Linked DNA regions of Cyprinus carpio: region 2 is linked to region 1. Evidence: chromatin contacts called from public Hi-C data. All regions are on one chromosome and are shown on one strand. Each heading gives the region's core, a stretch centred on a gene start, on an enhancer-like site or on the middle of the called end of the contact. The rest is flanking DNA. Distances are from core to core; before and after follow the strand shown. Region 1 has its middle 14 kb from the start of nfkbie. Region 2 holds the start of rnf8 (E3 ubiquitin-protein ligase rnf8).

Evidence for each region. A called contact is a pair of places that touch in the nucleus more often than the background predicts.
Region 2: a Hi-C map of skeletal muscle shows a contact between it and region 1, with 1.8 times the contacts expected there. The contact joins the promoter of rnf8 here to the enhancer-like site in region 1. A contact is called at or near these places in 2 of 8 Hi-C or Micro-C datasets (liver and skeletal muscle).

Annotation. Positions count from the first base shown.
Region 1 is chrB20:24,052,070-24,055,156 of ASM1834038v1, reverse strand. It overlaps the pseudogene LOC109075803. Among protein-coding and RNA genes, the nearest start is that of nfkbie, 14 kb to the left of the region's middle. Within about 2 kb of position 1,261, at least 7 of the 8 cell types and tissues checked have an H3K27ac peak or open chromatin away from gene starts, as enhancers often do. A contact at or near this core is called in liver and skeletal muscle, where this site is marked.
Region 2 is chrB20:24,099,028-24,102,131 of ASM1834038v1, reverse strand. rnf8 (E3 ubiquitin-protein ligase rnf8) reads left to right here and starts at 1,515. Exons shown (of 8, transcript XM_042746621.1): 1 at 1,515-1,770; 2 at 2,253-2,381. The coding sequence starts at 1,642. LOC109099380 (alpha-1,6-mannosyl-glycoprotein 2-beta-N-acetylglucosaminyltransferase) reads left to right here. Exons shown (of 2, transcript XM_042746397.1): 2 at 1-481.

The sequences.
Region 1 (3,087 bases), core at 12-2,511:
ATAGCAATTTTATTTTTTTTGCAAACTCAATTTTTTTTTTACAATATTTGATACTTATAAATATTTTTGGTTTCGGTTTTATTTTTAATATTTGTTATACTCCATACAAAATATTATAAACATTAAAAAGTATGAATTTATTTTCATTAATAAATTATAATAAATGTTAATTTTATATATTTTGTAATAATATTAAAATCCCTTAAGAAGTACAGTAAGTTACAATGAACGTGCAATATTGCAACATTTTGTAAAATTTATAAAACATTTAAAAAATATTTAACATTTTGGAATCACAGGAGTGCCGAGAAAACAATTTAAAAATAGAATTTGGATTTTTTTTTTTTTTTTAAAGAACATTTCAAGAGAATATATGTATCTTGAGCTCTAATATATTCATTAAAAAATGGCTATACTGTTTTATTGCAGTTGTATTTGATGACTAATTATATAAATAAATGCATATTTTAGAATAAAAAAATAATATCTTTAAGCTAAATTGTCTAAATAAATTTGATACTTCTAAATATTTTTGTTACATTTATTTATTTCTAATATGACCCTGTATGATTATTGAAAAATAGCGTACAAATAAATTAATAAAAATAATTTAGAAAAAAGCAGTAGTTGAAACTAAATGTACATCCTATAAATGTACAGTCCTCTATTGTTTTTAATGTGTATTTATGCATACATTTAAGCGTTACAAAAAATGCAATACTGTAACAACTTTATCAATATATTTTAACAATATTAAACAATATAGAAACAACTAAATGCTGAAAGTAAATGTGTATCCTAGTAAATTTACAATCTTCTAACGTTTTAAAAAAATATTTGTAATATTAAGGGACTAAATACAATGTGCAAAAGTTTATAAATATTTTAGCAATATTTTTAAAAATCACAGAGAAGCAGATATTATTATAATACATGTATTTCCAAAAATATATTCTCTCCCTCTCATGATATGTAAGGTTGCAGTGTCGCCTGACAACACAGGGGCGCTATAGAGAATCTGCGCAGAGTAAATTTCAAATTAAAAGTCCCTCACGAAGCATAATGAATCCCCCCGCCCACAAACGCAAGGACATTTTACTCTCTGAACTGTGTCAACACCACTGTTAGACAATAACACCTTCAAATATTTACCGAAGCCTCGTAATACTAAATCCAAGAGGAAACTACACGGATACGTGAAGGTGTGTCTCCTTTCGCACCCGGAAGCGCTGCGGTGTGTGTGTGTGTGAAGTGAACACGTCGTCAGTCCAGATGAACTCATGAGTGAAGCAGGCCGGGAAGTTTTCGCTCAGAAACACTCAGGATTTGTCAGGATCCTGATGTTGATGGTGTAGTTCGTGTCCGAAGGCTTCAGGAGTCTCTCAGCGGCTGTTTCGGGGAGTTTTAGGGAGCTTCTGCTGGTGGAAAATGCCTGAGTTTCCGTGGAGGTACTGAAACATGATGCTCAAACATCACAATAACACTTAAATATAACACCTCTGACGTCAGAGTCACTTTTAATGCAATAAGCATTTCACAATTAGATTTTTTTTGTTTGAGAAATGCGTATCTCCAGCATGCTTTTATGTTAAATTACGTATGTAGGCTATCAATAAGTAATTACAAACTGCTTTCTGTTCATCAAAGAATTTTGAAAAATAAATAAATAGTAATAATTTAGAACCAATGATAATTTTGCAGCAAATCAGCATATTAGAATGATTTCTGAAGGATCATGTGAAACTGAAGACTGGAGTAATGATGCTGAAAAAAACAGCTTTGATCACAGGAATAAATTACATTTTACAATATATTCACACAGAAAACAGTTATTGTAAATTGTAATAATATATCACTATTTTACTGTATTATTAATCAAATGAATGCAGCCTTGGTGAGCAGAAGAGACTTCTTTCAGCACATTTTATATATATATTTAAATTTATTTATCTATCTATCTATCTATCTATATATAATATAATTTATTTATCTATATATATATATATATATATATATATATATATATATATATATATATATATATAAAATTTATTTATCTATCTATCTATCTATATATATATATATATATATATATATATATATATATAAAATTTATTTATCTATCTATCTATATATAATTTATTTATATAATTTATTTATCTATATATATAAAATTTATTTATCTATCTATCTATATATATATATATATATACAATTTATTTATCTATATATATACAATTATTTATCTAATATATATATATATATATATATCTATCTATCTATCTATATATATATATATATATATATATATATATATATATATATATATATTTATCTATCTATCTATATATAATTTATTTATATAATTTATTTATCTATATATATAAAATGTATTTATCTATCTATCTATATATATATATATATACAATTTATTTATCTATATATATACAATTTATTTATCTATATATATATATAATTTATTTATCTATCTATCTATCTATCTATCTATATATATATATATATATATATATTAGATATATATATATATATATTATAGTTTATCTATCTATCTATCTATCTATCTATATATATATATTTATCTTTTCCCTTTTTTTTTTCCTATTTATGTCCACAGTATTTTTTTTTTTTTTTTTTTTACCACATTTACCATGTCTTTTTTTTTTACCACCACATATATAGTTGAGCTCCAGTTTTAAGTGATTTTAATCTGCTGGAAACAGTTTTAATAAACCATCAGTATTCAGAGAGCTGGGAGAGTCGTGGAAATTCACTGGTCAGAAGGTGCTGAATGAAGTCTTTGAGAGACGCTTGGCAAACACCTTTATGAAGTCTGTTCATTACAAAGCTCTGAACTGACATTGTGACTCGTTCCTGGTTTAATGAGGCGCTCTGCTGGTCCTGATAGCAGTGCTCTAACGGAGGTGTCAGGTAACACGGGTGGAATAGGGCTTAGTTTGTGGCTCTGAACACAAAGCCGTTCTGTCGGAATGGGATCAGACCTGCTGGATTCCTGGAATGCTGAATTCACGCGACACAGGAACGTTTCTGTGACAGCAGCGCTGCATT
Region 2 (3,104 bases), core at 266-2,765, 47 kb before region 1:
GCGTGTTTCCTCTCGGTTTCCTTTCTGTGATTTCCGTTACACCTAAAGGGAGGAAAAGCTGACATGCTCAAAAGAGTTGCCAAATGTTTTTGTGGAAATCTGTAATGCATTCTTTTATTGTGTTCTGTGTGAACACTGTGTGTGTAAGCGTGCATGAGAGAGATTGCTTGCTCTAGAGATGGTTTTCTTCTGTACGGGTAAATGTCAGAAACTGATGCGTTTGTTTTCCAAAAACAAATCATAATGCTAGCTCTAAAAGCCATATTCATATTTGTTCGTTAAGCTTTCAGCCAAAGATGCGTTGATCATGTCGGCACGTTCAGGAGTGTATATACTGAATCACATCTGTGTAATTCTGTTTTCTCTGTTTTCATGGATTTATGAATAAGGGGTACTGCTCTTGCTGATTTTCTGTTGTTTTTAAATGTTTGTCTTTTTAAAACTGAGTTTGTATATAATATATTTTGCGTGAATAATTTCATATTCTGTGTTTGTGTCTCTTTAATAAGGTATAAATTAGCATAATTATGTGCCTGACCTGTGTTTAGATACTGGCAGTGCAGGAAAAATAATTTATATGAATTTTATCAATATTTGATCAGACTTGTCAGAAGATGATGTTTTGTGGAAGGAGTTTGTGAATGGTCTTTCTATTCTTTAAAGTGAACCAAATCCATTATTTTTCATTTGAAATGAAACATTTATAGTTTACTTCATAATAAGCAGGCTCTGTTTTCTCTGCCTGCTGCTGTTTGTGTAACTGTTAGCTCTGTTCAGATAAGATGACCTTCATTTGTTTACTTTCAGAGAGGTTTAAAGAGCCACATTTAAGCCTACTTTGAAAGATTGAAAGATTTTTACTTTATATCTTCAAAATCATAAGCGTAAGGAAATAATGATAGGATATAAGGGCCAAAAGTAATATTTGAGATGTTATTAATATTAACAAAAAATAATAAAATGTTTTTGTGATTATCGTGTATCGCGGTCACTAGGGGTCGCTAAATATACTAAACCACTCATGACAGAAAAAAAATAACATAAAAATAAATATATATATATATATATATATATATATATATATATATATATAGATATTTGCTGTTATTTATTGTTATTATTACTGTCAAAAATGCTGCTGAAACAGCGCGCATGTGTTATCACGTGACACATGTTACTTTTCTCAGCGTTGATCGGGATGACACAATCACAGGCATTTGTGCTTAATTCGATGAGGGTTTTAAAAATAATTTTCTTGAAATCGCTGCCCTCGTTTACACTTTCAAGGCAGGTGCTAACCTGTACAACTTTAAAACATACTATTTTTAGTTTACAAACGTTTTCATTGAAGACCAAAAACGTATTTTCATTTAAATGCCGCTCAACGAAGAATTCGCTTCTGTGAGCCTCCGACTGCCCTCTGGCGGAGAACAACCAACTGTCAGAGTCTTCAACAGTGCGCTCAGCCAATTATCTTCAAGCCCTAAACCCCCGCAGCCAATCAGAGACTCCGCTGGGCGTCACGTGACGCGCGCAGGAGCGTAGAGTGGAAGCGCTATGTTCTTGTGAAAATCATGGCGGTATGTGGCGGAAAACTCACAATAAAAACTATATATCTTCACGCTAGTTAATGGCGCAGTAATGATGGAAAATACTAAAGAGCCTCCTTCCTTAAACACCGAGGAAAAGGGTTCTGAAAAAGACGAAATCTGGTGTTTGCAGCGTGTGGGGAGAGACCGTGACTGGCTGCATCTGTTCGAGGGCTCAGAGGTGCATGTGTACTAAATAAACCTCTTCTGTTTATACGTGTTTATTATATTCAGACACTGGATTTGACATGAAGCTTTCTCAGGCAAAGTTAAGCGTTTAACTGCAGGTTAAGACAGATTTAATCCAAATCAAAACAACATTGGCCTTCATTAGTGTTGGAGTCAAAAGCATCACTTTATATTCTCATATTCATTGCTTTTCTGAGTTACGTTTTTATTATTATTTTTTTAAAGTGACAGTGCGCATTAATTAGCATAAGCACTTAATTATTATTATTTAAATGTGCCAGATTTAACCATTCAGGCTAGTTTTCCTATGTGCATTGTAACAAATACTGAATTTAAATGTGAAAGGTGTGGGATTTATATATTTAAGAAACATAGGTTATAGGTTAATGAGTTCTAATATGTATACATTGTTATTTGATTGATTGCATGATCTAAATACATGATTGCTTGTTGCTCTTCTCTCTCTTTATTCAGGTCTCTGTTGGTCGTGGTCTGAATGTGACCCATCAGATTCTGTCGACCAGCTGTCCGCTGATGATATCCAGAATCCACTGTGTGTTCAAGAGAAATGATGACGGAGAGTGGACAGTGACGGATAATAAGGTGTAGTATCTGTCTGATGGACTATTAAGCTGTCCCTCAGTCTGTCAATAATCATAAATCACAAAATAGTGGATTACTATAGTCAATATTCATCCATGATATTTAATATTTTGGGTTTCATTACTATATATTTCTGTCTTTCTACAGAAAAAATATTAGCAAAATCAAAAATTCGAGCTGGGGAAGCTTTTGAAATGTGGTTGGTTTGGACCAAAAATTAAATATTAAGAAATAACACTGGAGCCATAAAACAGAAATGAAATAATAAATCGAATCTATAGAAATATTCACAATTACAAAAGCAGATAAAAGTACTGAATCTTAAACTAAAAAAGAAAAGAAAAAGAAAACTGAAAATAAAAAAAATAAAGCCAATTTAAAATATTGATAGATGTACAGAAATATATAAATATATATATGTATAGAAATATAAAAAATAATGAATGACAAAACCTGTTATTACTAAAGATAAAATGGAAAACAAAAATAAAAGCTATTCAAAATAAAAAAAAATAAAATAATAGCTCATATAAAATCGATAAAAAACACAAAAAAAAAAAAAAAAATTTTTTTTACACAAAATATATGTGTGTGTACACTGTATATATATATAACTAAAAAAAAAAAATACACACACATGATTGTTATGTTTATATATTAAATATGTTTGTACATGATATAATTTATATGAATATAAATATACCCATGTAAATATTTTTAAAA